Regions from separate parts of the Mus musculus genome. Here region 2 is linked to region 1. A link is a contact called in public promoter capture Hi-C data. All regions are on one chromosome and are shown on one strand. The core of a region is the stretch at or near the end of the contact, and the rest is flanking DNA. Distances in the headings are between cores, read along the strand shown.

Region 1 (6,525 bases), core at 3,213-5,712:
GTGATCGGCTATGATCAGGACCAGAGGATTAGCCAGCACAGGGGGGATTTTTTACTTTGGGGCTAGAGCTAGTTGGCTTCCTCAAAAGGTCCAGGCCTGAAGGGATGGCACCACTAAAGATCGACTGTACCCGGAGCCTTTGCCACTTGAGTTGGGTAGGCAGGAAGGCCCTTGCCACTCTGGGTCTGCAGTATGGCATTAGAGGCAGGGAGAAGTTAAGACCTATCCTGAGATGGACTGGCCAGAAGTCTACCAGGTGAAGACGCTTTCAGGAACCCAGAATGCTACCTCTAAAGCCCCCCATCTGTGTTCTTCCCATAGGGGACACTGCCCAAGGAACCTGGATTCCTCTCTAGAGCATGAGCTCAGCCAAGAGTGCCCGCTACGACCGCTTCTCCGGGGGACCTGCCAACCTCCCCTCCTCAGACAGCAGTGGGGTAAGAGGAGCCTGTAGGTGAGGGCCTGCCCTCTGCATGCCACACCCCATACCCCCAGCATGACGTATGTATATGTATTTGTATATGGGTATGTATATGTACTTGTATATGGGTATGTATATGTATTTGTATATGGGTATGTATATGTATATAACTTGCCACTGAGGACAGAGCTACAGCCGTCCTCTTCCTCCTTGGAGAGTCCCTCAGGATAGCCTGTGCCTGTTGATGGTGTGTCCCTGCGTATGCACTCAGATGGGCCACCAGCGGGTCAGCATGTCAGTATGTGTGACCCTGTGGATATTGCATTAAGCCTTTTCCATTGTCTTAGACCAGGATGGAAACAACCTTTGGGCCTACCTTTTCGACCGTCACTACCATCACCAAAGGTGAGCCTGACTGGGAAGAATCTGTATTCTACTGGGATCCAGGAGCACTTCCTGGAAGGGTGGTCTCCTGGCTTCTTTCTGTTTCTTCCCATGTCTCAGCCTCCAGCTAAACAGAGTTAGGCAGGCCTGTTCCTGTGCCTCACCTTTGTTACTAGTGCCCCCTCTTCTTCCCGAAAACTTGCCCACCCACTCTGGAGGGCAGTCTTGACCTTCCTGGCACCACTAATTATATCTCTATCTTACTATAGCGACCCCCGCCTAAGCCCAGCCACGGCTCCTAGTGTCCAAGGATGTGAGCAGCATAGCATCTTTTCTCGGGTGGGATCTGGTGCCATCAGACAGTGTGCGTCAAGAGATCATGACATGGGGTAGGGCTGTGGGGCAGCGTCTGTGTTGAAGGCTCAGAAGGGCCGGGGTTCTGGGGCGTGCTGTCCTGCTTTTCACTCCACTGCAGGAGTGCACTAGCTACTAATTGCTTTTTTAATTGCCTTCCGTGGCTGAAGGCACAGGGCTACCAGGTGCACACCAGTACCTTTATTCCTGGATGACCTGAGAAGCCTCTGAAAGGGCCTCTTTTCCCACACCCCTACCCGGGAGGCCATTGCTTAACAATTTATATACCCTTAGAGACTACACAGTGTCTGTCACCACTATTGAGGGTTTCAGAGCCAAAATGGCATGTGGTCTGCTGTACCCTGGTTTCTGGCAACTAGGTAGCAATGTACTAGTTCTTGCCTCACCTGGCCCTTCTTGTTACAGATGGAGAAACTGAGACCCATCACAGCATAGGCAGTCATAGTCCTGATCTTGAATGGAGGCCTTTAGGGCTCTAGTTACTATGACATCTGGATCTGTTTTAACCTGTGCTGGTTGCAGCCTGTCCCTAATGCTGTGGCCTTATAGGGTCTATGAGATGGTTCTCTGGTTCCCATGTGCACCCTTGACTTTTCATTCTTGGGGAACCTCTGCTTTCTGGCCCAAGCCAGGCAGGGCATTCTATAGGCAAGAGGAGGGAGAACAAAAATCTAGCCCCAGTTCCTGATTCTGATTGTGTTAGGGAGGACTAAGAGTAGCCATGTATTAGCTGAGGTCCTTCAGTCTCTCTGTGCCTCAGTTTCCCTTTTAGAGATTCAACCTGGGGGCCGGGTGTGGTGACGCACTCCTTTAATCCCAGCACTTGGGAGGCAGAGGCAGGCGGATTTCTGAGTTTGAGGCCAGCCTGGTCTACAAAGTGAGTTCCAGGACAGCCAGGGCTATACAGAGAAACCCTGTCTCGAAAAACCATCAAACAAAAAAAACCAAAAAAGAAATTCAACCTGGCAGAATTACTTTAAAGATCAAAGGGAAGCCCCCAAGTGACCCAGGCCATTCATGGGGTTGATTCTGTGACCAGCTAGGCATGGAGGGCCCTTTGTTGGGCTGAAGAACAGAACCTTGTCAGGGCTCTGAGAGAGAGGTAGAGGCAGGAAAGTAATGCATTTGAAATAACTCTGAGCAATATAGGGAGATACTGTCTCCCTACATTAATCCCAGCCCTTTGGGAGGCAGAGACGGGTCAATCTCTATGAGTTCCAGGTCTCAAAAAGCCAAACTCAACAAGAACTGAATCTGGAGAGATAGCTCAGTGGTTAAAAGCACTGGCTTTTATTCTAGGGGACCCAGATTCAATTCCCAGCAACCACATGGTGTTTCACAGCAATCTTTAACTCCAGTTCCAGAAGATCCAAAGCCATTTTCTGGCTTCCATGGTACCAGGCACATAAGTGGTACACAGACATACATGCAGGCAAAACACTCATACATATAAAGTTTTTAAAAAGCAAAGGCTGGGGATCTCCTGCTGGTGATTGGCATGAGCCAAGTCCTGGGTTCTCTACACCAAAGGAAAGAAATACACTTAAGTCTCCTGTTGGTAAGCAGGGTGGGGCAGCTAGCAGTCCATTCTCAGTTGTCTGCAGATCCAGTCTGATGAGCCAGGGCCATACTGCTGGTACTTGGAAGACAATCCTGGATAACCATATTCCAGTCTAGTCCAGGGAGACTGAGAGCTAGAGATAATCTGAAGGGCTCCATAGACAAGGGCTCTTCCAGCTGTCTCTGTCACTTTAGCCTCTTCCTCCACTGACAGCCATGTCTTTTCAGCAGCTGATGGGACTGGCACATACAAACAGCATCGCAGGACACCTTCCTCCTCTAGCACCCTTGCCTATTCGCCACGGGATGAGGAGGACGGCATGGTAGGTGTCCACGATGTGGGAGCCTGGTGTAGTTTCCCACCTCCTACCCTCTTCCCTGAGGTCCTAAGAGAAGCCTGCAGGGGAGCAGAGCTGGGATAGAGAGGCACCTTGCTGGCAGAGCTCTTGTTGCATTCCTGAACCTAAGAGGAGGCTCCTGTAGCTGAGTGGTAGCAGGAAGCAGCCAGTTTGTGGGACTGCGCTTTAGGGTGTGGCCCCTGAAGGCCAGTGTCAGGCAGTTTGGGCTCCATCTTAAATGAGGTGGGTGCCACAAAAGGTGCTCTCAGGTGAGTTGGCCAGTGGAACAGAGGATGACTGGCAGGACCAAAGTCCTTGCTCAAGAGGCAGAGGAACCAGACTTCTTTTCCCCCTTTCTTTTTGCTTTTGTGTGTGTGTGTGTGTGTGTGTGTGTATGTGTGTGTGTGGGTTTTGTTGTTTTTATTTGTTTGAGACAGCGTCTTTATGTAGTCCTCATTATCCTGGAACTCACTATATAGACCAAGCTGTCCTTGAACTCACAGAGATCTATCTCTGTCTCTGGATTAAAGGAATGTGCTACCAGGCCCAACCCCTTTTTCCCTTTTCAATGGGAAGATAAATGCTAAGTAGGCATATTGTGGGCCAGGCACTGCCCAGCCCTGAGCCTAAGGATGGGTCAGCTACGTGGAACCCAAACCCCATAGCTTCACCTCTCAGTCTCCACCCAACTCCTGATTGCAGCCTGGGCCTTGAAAGTGGATTCATTGTGCTTCTGATTTTGGATAACTCTGGGGTGTCTGACAGGTGTCAGTAACTTTAGAGATGTCCTAGAATCTTCTGTTTGCTGTGGGACATTGGGCAGCCATGCCCAACCCACCCCCCTGACTGGGTTGGAGGGAGAGCCTAAGAGCTGTGCTAGTCAATGAGCAGAGGGGAGAGAACAGCTCTGTACTGGCTCCTGCCTGCCGTTGCTGCCTGGGGGGGGGGTGGGGGGGGTTGACCCACTTCCTTTAACTTTACCCTCTGGGTCTCACACGGCATTCCCATGCGAGATGTAACTTGGGAAACCATAAGGAGAGATGGGTATTGCCTGGTGAATGAAGTATGGACCCAGTCTCTGCCTCCTGTTCTGGACACAGGCTCACGAGCGGCAGGTGGGCCTAGGCCCACATGGTCCTACATGGTCATGCATGGGGATACTCTTGGATACTGTGCTGCTCTCCCCTACGACCTCATCAAAGGTTGCTCCCTTTAGGTCTCTGGTAGAACATTCCTGTCATTACCGTGAACCCCCCTGGCTAGGACTAGAAAGCAGCTCAGCCTTGCGCACCTCTCCTTGCCCAGGCTTCTACACTACTCTGTTCAGTGATCTGGGCTCTTAGCTGCCCCATGATTGGCTGCTGGATGCAGCCTCTCTGCAGCCCACATTCCCTCACGGGAAGCAGGAAGAAGCCTGAGCATGTCCTGTAAAATTGAATAGCAGGAAATCTCTCCATTTACACAAAGAAAGTTGGCAGGCAAGAACGGGCAGCCCAGCACCAAAGGCCAAGGCTGGCCACCACAGGCAGCGGGATTGAGGCCATACCAGCCTCCCGCACACAATCCACAGCCTTGTGAGCTTGCTGAAATTGGGGTGGCTTAGGGGCACCCCTGCCTCCACAGGGCTCAAGCCCCTGAAAGGCTGCCTCCATCTGTGCAGCCCCCCATCAACACTCCTCGCCGCTCTGACTCAGCCATCTCTGTCCGTTCCCTACACTCCGAGTCCAGCATGTCCCTGCGCTCCACGTTCTCGCTGCCTGAGGAGGAGGAGGAGCCGGTAGGTGTGGTAGGCTTGGCAGGAATCATCTTCCAGAGTTGTCACTGCTGCGGTGGCACGGGGCACTTTCCCCTTAGACTGCACCTCCATAGCTCACATTGAGGGTAGGTCAGACCTGATTAGGGCCTCTAGTTAATGTTGAAATCCCCGCCTCCTGTGGAGGCCGCCTGGGGATGAGGTGTGGGCAGGTGGCTCAGATAGGGCGCTTTGCTAGTCTGTAAGCCAGGAAGAGAGGCCAGTAAGGCTGTCTGACTGTTGCAGATGCTGTGTGTGCGGTTTCTTGCTGCTTACAGCCTGCCCCTGAACCACACCCCTTGCTTCAGCTCCTTGGTCCTCTCGTGGCTCTCTCTAGTCAACGGTGCCTTCTAGGATAGTCCCAGTGCTGGTGAACAGCCCTGGATGGGGCGGACATGCAGGCGGCCTGGGCAGTTAATGTGACAGGGTTGCTCCTGAAGCGCCCACCCGTGTCCTGACCGTGTCCCCCACTCTGTCTAGGAGCCGTTGGTATTTGCCGAGCAGCCCTCGGTAAAGCTGTGTTGCCAGCTGTGCTGCAGTGTGTTCAAGGACCCTGTGATCACTACATGTGGGGTGAGGCCATGGGCATGCTCACTCCCCAACCCTGTTCCTAGGGCTGTGGCCCTCGCTCATCCTCCTAAGCTGGCTGTCCAGCGGGAGCTCTCTGCCTTGGTGTAGGACGGTGTGAGCTCTGGGCTACCATTGACCTTGACTGGAGGGAAGACAGTTACAGCTGTCCCCCAAGTCCACTTTTTGTCCCCACAGCACACCTTCTGCAGACGATGCGCCTTGAAGTCAGGTAGGTCTGTGCCTTCCTTCCAGACCTGTGAGGTTGGTGGTTAATTCCACCCTGCTATTTCCCGGGCAGCCAGCAGAGGCCACTGGTTTCTTATCCAGGCATGTGTGGCCTCTCCCAGGGCTTGAATAGTGTTGTAAGGCTCAAGCCTGGCGAAGGACCTCAATAGCAAAGCAGACCCCCAATTCCTGGTGTCTCCAGATTCAGAGCTTTGGCTGTGGTGGGTGTGGGCCGAGTCCCAAGGTGAAGGCTTGGGCTCCAACAGATGCCATTGTCCCTGGCAGTCCCTGCTTCTTCTCCACACCCAGCTAGCTGTCCTTCTCCCTCTGGGAGGTCTGCTGTGCAGCTCTTCCTGCACCGGCACCTTGGGGCCAATGAAAGAGTGGGCAAGGCACTCGGTGGGCTTCTCTCCACCTGTTGTGCCATTGCATCTCCCTCCCCAGGACTTGGCCTCCCACTGGGCAAAGCTGCCAGGGAGAGAGGTGGCTGGGTAGGTGGTGGGCTCAACATGTCCTCCTCTCCCAGAGAAGTGTCCTGTGGACAATGCCAAGCTGACAGTAGTGGTGAACAACATTGCAGTCGCTGAGCAGATTGGAGAGCTCTTCATACATTGTCGGCATGGCTGCCACGCAGCGGGCACTGGAAAGCCTGGGGTCTTTGAGGTAGACCCGAGGGGCTGCCCCTTCACCATCAAGCTTAGTGCCCGGAAGTGAGTGCCTTCTGCTCCTCCACTTCCCTGGGGCTGCTGAGCACCTTTACCTCTCTGGGGCTACATTGTGGGGTCTTAGCTCAACCTCTGTGTCCTGTGTATGCACAGGGACCACGAGAGTAGTTGTGACTACAGGCCTGTGCGCTGCCC
Region 2 (6,385 bases), core at 1,330-3,829, 310 kb before region 1:
TCGGATCCTCTATCCTAAACAACCATTTTCTGCATGTGTTATATTTTGTGAAGGTATATTTGGGGGGGATGGGGAGTGGAGATGCATGGAGCCACACTTCCAGCCCTCTAAGGTATACTTTTGAGGTCCCCTTTAAATTTTTTGCAGTGCCTATGTCTGTTAAACTGCTAAACTCAGAGCCAGTCAGTTACTGAAGCGATTGCTGATGGAACAGAGGTGGTGACATACCGTGCTGCCCCTGCTTTGTACAGCATGTGCCACAGCAGCTCCCACTGCAGGCCATACTTCTCCCACCCTCCTCCTCTCTGTTCTCAGAGTCCCTCTGAGAACACAGATACAAAAGTTATTCCTTGACTTATTTAAAGAATATTATGGCTGTTCACGCTAATCAGCTTATCCTTTCTATTTATGTCTTTGTTTAACCCAGCTTTTATATAGATAATGGAACATTTTTAAGTACAATAGTGCCTGTTGCAATTAGCAATCAGGAATGATTTTATTGTGTTAGTGATCCACAGATAAAATGCTAATTTCCTTTTAGTGAGAAGTGTTATTTTGTTTTTTCTTTTCTTTCTTTCTTTCTTTCTTTCTTTCTTTCTTTCTTTCTTTCTTTCTTTCTTTCTTTCTTTTTTTTTTTTTGTTTTTTTTTTTTGTTTTTCGAGACAGGGTTTCTCTGTGCAGTCCTGGCTGTCCTGGAACTCACAGAAACTCACAGAAATCCGCCTGCCTCTACAGAAATCCACCTGCCTCTGCTTCCTGAGTGCTGAGTGCTGGGATCACAGGCATGCACCACCACTGTCCTGCTTGAGAAGTGTTATTTTCTTAATTCAACTTACTACCAAGATAAAGAGGGATAATGCCCCAGCTGGTGTTTATGGCATTCTAACACAAGTCAGGTAACTGAGAGAGCCATGCCAAATTGTAGGGAGCTTTGCTACGGTTTTGATTTACTGATTTCCTTACTTACCGATCTCACAGCTGCAAGCACATTAATAATCCTCCCATCAAGACTGTGTCCATTTGCAACAATGTCAGCCAATGAATAATAATCTCGAGATTCTTTAACAGGCAAGTGTATCAAAGAAAGTAACTTGGTATCCACTTCATAAGGGGAGCAAACTTTTACCATTGAGTGATTCTCACTGAGCAATAGTTTATAGTTGCTAAATGAGGAAAACACAACAAGTCAGCATATTATTATTAATAAAAAATACTTTGGTTCACATTCAATTATATAGCTACGTGTGGTGGCCCACTCTTATCATCCCAGCATTTGGCAGTCATATGAAGTTCTGACACATATTCAAGGTCACCAATGTATAGGTAAGGAATTTCAGACTACCCTGAGTTATAATACTAGACCATTTAAAAAACCAAAACAAAATCATATTCAATTACTTTTTCTGTAATTTAGACTGTATTAAGAAATATATATATATTTTTTTAAAGATGTATTTATTTATTTATTTAGTGTATATGAGTACATTGCTGCTCTCTTCAGACACATCAGAAGAGGGCGTTACAGATGGTTTGAGCCACCATGTGGATGCTTGGAATTGAACTCGGGACCTCTGGAAGAGCAGTCAGTGCTCTTAACTGCTGAGCCATCTCTCTAGCCCAGAAAGTTATATTTTTAATATTAAATTTTTGTACAATATTTATTTTCTGTGTATGAAGGTTTTGCCTAAATCTATGCCTGTGTACAATATGAATGTAGTACCTGTAGAGTCCCAAAAATAGCATCAGATCCCTTGGAGCTAGAGTTACAAATGCCTGTGAGCTGGGAATTGGACCTGGGACCTCAGGAAGAGCTGAGCCATCTTTCCAGCCCCTATATTTTTTACTCTTAAAACATCAAATAATGGTATAAAATGTTTTTCTCCATAATGAATTTTATATCAGTCTTTAAATATTTCTTCATTGAAATAATGTTCTTTTAATTAAGAACATATATTGAGAACTTTTTTCTGTGAGTTCTAATCATACTAGTTGTAGGTTCTTGCCCAAGACCTGAAGCTGTAGTCTTCTTTTCTGTTAAACAGGGCATGAAAATACTCTAAAACTTCAGATTATAAAAAACAGAGGCCCCATTGTTTCTTTTTTTAAATTTATTTATTTTATTCTGTGTGTATATTTTTTTTGGCCTGCCTATCTGTGTACCTCATGTGTGCCTTCTACCAGTAGAATTCAGAAAAGAGTATCAGACTCTGTGAACTGGAAGTGCATGGCTGTGAGCCCCAATGCAGGATCTGGGAACTGAACTCAGGTCTTCTGAAACCAGTTCCCTTAACCACTGAGCCATCTGTGTAGCCCCATATGAAGACCTTGACCTTGGCATTATTATCACCAGGTTTCTGACCATTGTTATTTCTTCTATGATGCTGATTGCTTTATCTATGTGCCTGAAGTCAAGAACTCTGTTTGCTTACTTTGTATTGCTAATACATGAAGCAGATTCAGAGTTTTAGAGTGTGGAAGACTCCAGTGATGTTCCCCTTTCCTGGTACCCAAACCTCTCACAAAGCCTCCTTCACAGAGCTCTTTGCCTTAGTTATTCACGATATCATGCCTCCAGTCCTGGCCCTGGTCCCCTGACTCATCTCCTCGGGGACTCATCCTTCACATTACAGTCAACTTGGTCTTCCTAAGCAGGATATTATTTTCCAGCTAAAAGACTTCCTGTTCCTTACTTCTCCCTGAGAAGTGAACATCACTAAGAAGTGTCTCTGCTCCTCCCTTTCCTCACTGCTCTGGAGTCCAGCTATGCCAGGTTATTAGGCTATGAAATTGCTATTTTAGGTGAATATTTGTTAAATGTCAGCAGTTTGCTGTTGCTCAACCTAAAAGTTAATTATTCAAGATATTCTGGAAAATGCCAAGAGGTTTCACATTTGTTGGGTCTACCAAACATGTCCCTCCCACCTCCCATACATATTTACTAAAAATCAATTATGTGACTGTCTCTGATCTAGGCATGGGTAGAACATGATACAAAATACACTTAATCTCATAAGCTCATATATGTGAGCAGGAATCATAAAAAATTCAAGTCATCTCAGAATGTGATCTGGATTCCAACACTAAGAGTAGGGAGAAAGTCCTGCTGAGTGACTGGAAAGGTTAAATGAGTTAACATTCAACCTGAAGAATCAAACATTCAGGTAGATAGGAGAATGTTCTGTGCAGAGGGACTGGAAAGTAGAACGGATCTTAGGGCAGAGTGAGTCCAGGTGTTCATAAAAAGGAAAATTCTCAGTGGCTGCAAAGAGACAAGAGCCATTTATAGACCAGCATGGAGTTAGCTGGCACAGAATTGCCCCTGGACAGAATCACCTTGGAAGTAAGGCTTCCTCTCTCATTCCCTACCCCATCCTGATAAGAAATGAACTACAGGCAATGGATAATTTAGGATACAAAAGCTCTGACCCTCTGCATAAGGCCATGCTCCAAGAAGAGCACACTCCAGAGCTTGCTTCCTCCTGAGCTCCAGCAACAGCCGATCCCCAACCCCATCCTTGCAGGGTTCTCCTAAGAGCCCTCCCTCAATAGGCCACTCGGAAAGAATTTTTCTATCAAGTTCTCCCTCCAGGGAACCTGACCTAAGACAAAGGGCATGTGAGAGGATTAAAAGCCGGATACAATATTATGTACTGCCAGTGTTTATCTTTGTTTAGATATTTTTTAAATATTTATTTTTGTGTGTATTTGTTTTCATCTATGGAAGTCTATGCCATTTGTTTTTGTGGTGTGCAGAAAGGCCAGAAGAGGGTGTTAGCGTCCCTGGACCTATCTGCCTAATAGGAATGCTAGAACTGGATGCAGGTCTTCTGCAAGGGCAGCAAGTGCTCTTAATTGTTGAGCCATCTTTCCAGCCCTTCTAATTGTTTAGTTTTATTCTAACTAGAGTCTTGTTTTTACAAACCTAAGCATTCAGACTCCATATCTGAAGATTCTGCATCCACAAACCCAAACAATCATGTATCAAATTTAAAAAAAAAACCACTATAACTAATACAAATACAGCATAACTACTCACATGGCACTCATATGACATTAGGTGTTATAGGTAACAATGATTTCAAATATAGAGGAAGTTGTGCTTAAGTTGTATGTAAGGAATTTGAGCACCCATGGATTTTGGTAGCCTGGAAGACTTTTTTATTTAACCCTACACAGATACCAAGAGAAAATTAGCTTTTTGTGATTATAAAAATTATAAATTATGTCATTATCTTAAAGATAAATATTCTGGGCTAGTGAGATTGCTCATCGGGTAAGAGCACTGACCTCTCTTCCAGAGGCCCTGAGTTCAAATCCCAACAACCACATGGTGGCTCAAATCCATCTGTAATGAGATCTTACACCCTTTTCTGGTATGTCTGGAGACAGCTACAGTGTACTTATGAATAATAATAAATAAATCTTTGGGCCAGAGCAAGCAGGGAATGAGCGAGCAGAGTTGACCAGAGTGAGCAGAGGTCCAAAAAAAAAATTAAATTTCCAACAACCATATGAAGGCTCACAACCATCTGTGCAGCTACAGTGTACTCATATACATAAAATAAATAAATAAATAAATAAATAAATAAATCTTTTTTAAAAAAAAAGATAGATATTCCAAGAAAGAATTCATCAACTCTTTTCAAATTGAAACAGGGCAACTTCTGAAAGTTTTCTGCTAATTTGATATAAAATTATTAATATCATTCTAGCACAAAAATGTTTGTTCTCTGGGTGGACAGATATTTACCTAGGAGTTGCAGGGCTAAACTTTTCTTCTCTTTCTGTGTCCTTTCTTTGGATCAGGGGATTTTCAATTATCACTAAAACAGAGGTCAAAGTATAGTAACATCACAAAAACTCACAGAAGATTAATCAGAGCTAAGTGTACAAAACAATGACCTTCACTCTGTGGGTTCCATCCTCCACAGGCATCTTTTCATGTCACTGTGAGAAGAGGGATCCTGGAATGTAGTCATCAGTTGGCCCCACATAGCATTTGCAGGGCGTTGCGTTTTAAGTCCTAACATGTGACCTATACTAATATTACTTTATTGACTTTCTTCCATCCAACATTTGGTTTGGTTACAACACAACCTTCAATAAAACCAATGTTTACCTGACCTTTACCCCACATCTAAGTTCACAAACAATTCTTTATTTATTCTCACAGCCATCAACCTATAACATTTTAATACTTAAATTTCTCTGTACAGTGGATGTTCTGGCATTCATTCAAAGAATATTTATAACTGTACTAGGCTGGTGACGTTTTTAAGGTTTTCTGTCTTTATAGGTCACATGTTTGACAACATTATTCATTTCACATCCCTGAGACATACATGGTACAATGGTTGAGTACACATTATTGGATACTGTTACCTGCCATGTGCAGTGTGTTTGGCACTGCAGCATTGGAGATGAGTGGTCTGACTCCCTACCCCCTCTTCCCTCTTTTTTTCTGTCATAAAGGAGAACTGGAACACAGGCCTCTTATTCCTTGTCTAAGCTGAAATTGTCATCTATTGTGAACTTGTATACTTTATACTAGTACTCTTTCCTTAACAGTCACAAAAAACTAATGGGTCTTATTTCATGGGTGAAAACCAACAAGACTTTGTTCTTAGAGCCACAGTGTAAGTAACTACTAACCCTAATATATGTCTTTAGAAAGATACAGAGTTATAATAGCAATGATGGGGCTTAGGCCAGCTGGAACATGAAATAAACAAAAGGTAGCAAAATATCTAATTAGAGTGCCACTTCTGTACCAGGAAACGAGGAAGGCAGCATGGCATGGTGCACTGTTCCTTCAATGATGGCTTTCTTTGATAGGCATCAGAATAACTGCGTGTTACTTTGTTATGAGTGCACTCAGCCACAAACTTATCACAAGAACAGTACTGTAAAAGGAATACTTTTTAAGTGCTGCTAGGCATGAGAGGACAGGCCTGTGATCTCAGCACTTGGGAGGCTGAGGCAAGAGAACTACCACTTCAAAGGAAGTTACCTAGCAAGTCTCATTTGGTCTCTGTCTGTCTCTCTGTCTCTATCTATCTCTATTGCAGTCTCCCCCCCACACACACACACACAGAGTTTTGTTTGTTTGTTTGTTTGTTTGTTTGTTTGTTTGTTTTGAGATAGGGTTTTACTATATAACAGTGGCTGGATTGAAACTGGTTATGTGGACTAGGCTGGCCTCAAGCTCATAGAGACCTACCTACCTCTGTCTCCCAAGTGCTGGGATTTAAGAAATCAAACAAACAAAAGAATCCTGCCTACTTACCACACTCAGCAACCCTGAAGCTCTCGGACAGCGAGCGGATGTAGTCCTCACTGCCCCAGGAGGATACATTCACAAAGTGACATGGTGAGTCACGAATGG

The links. Capture Hi-C pulls out chosen DNA fragments and counts their contacts.
Region 2: a contact with region 1 is called in a promoter capture Hi-C map of adipose tissue. The contact joins two enhancer-like sites. A contact is called at or near these places in 3 of 39 promoter capture datasets (the HPC-7 cell line, cranial neural crest and liver) and 1 of 9 other capture datasets (adipose tissue).

The regions. Positions count from the first base shown.
Region 1 is chr17:24,513,043-24,519,567 of GRCm38.p6, reverse strand. It overlaps Traf7 (TNF receptor-associated factor 7), which reads left to right. Exons shown (of 21, transcript NM_001172113.1): 2 at 322-437; 3 at 769-826; 4 at 2,972-3,063; 5 at 4,739-4,855; 6 at 5,351-5,443; 7 at 5,636-5,669; 8 at 6,192-6,375; 9 at 6,484-6,525. The coding sequence starts at 360. Among named protein-coding and RNA genes, the nearest start is that of Traf7, 12 kb to the left of the region's middle. Within about 2 kb of position 4,462, at least 24 of the 459 cell types and tissues checked have an H3K27ac peak or open chromatin away from gene starts, as enhancers often do. A contact at or near this core is called in adipose tissue, where this site is marked.
Region 2 is chr17:24,818,310-24,824,694 of GRCm38.p6, reverse strand. Meiob (meiosis specific with OB domains) reads right to left here. Exons shown (of 14, transcript NM_029197.1): 4 at 6,287-6,385; 5 at 4,751-4,823; 6 at 968-1,163. Among named protein-coding and RNA genes, the nearest start is that of Meiob, 17 kb to the right of the region's middle. Within about 2 kb of position 2,579, at least 14 of the 459 cell types and tissues checked have an H3K27ac peak or open chromatin away from gene starts, as enhancers often do. A contact at or near this core is called in adipose tissue, where this site is marked.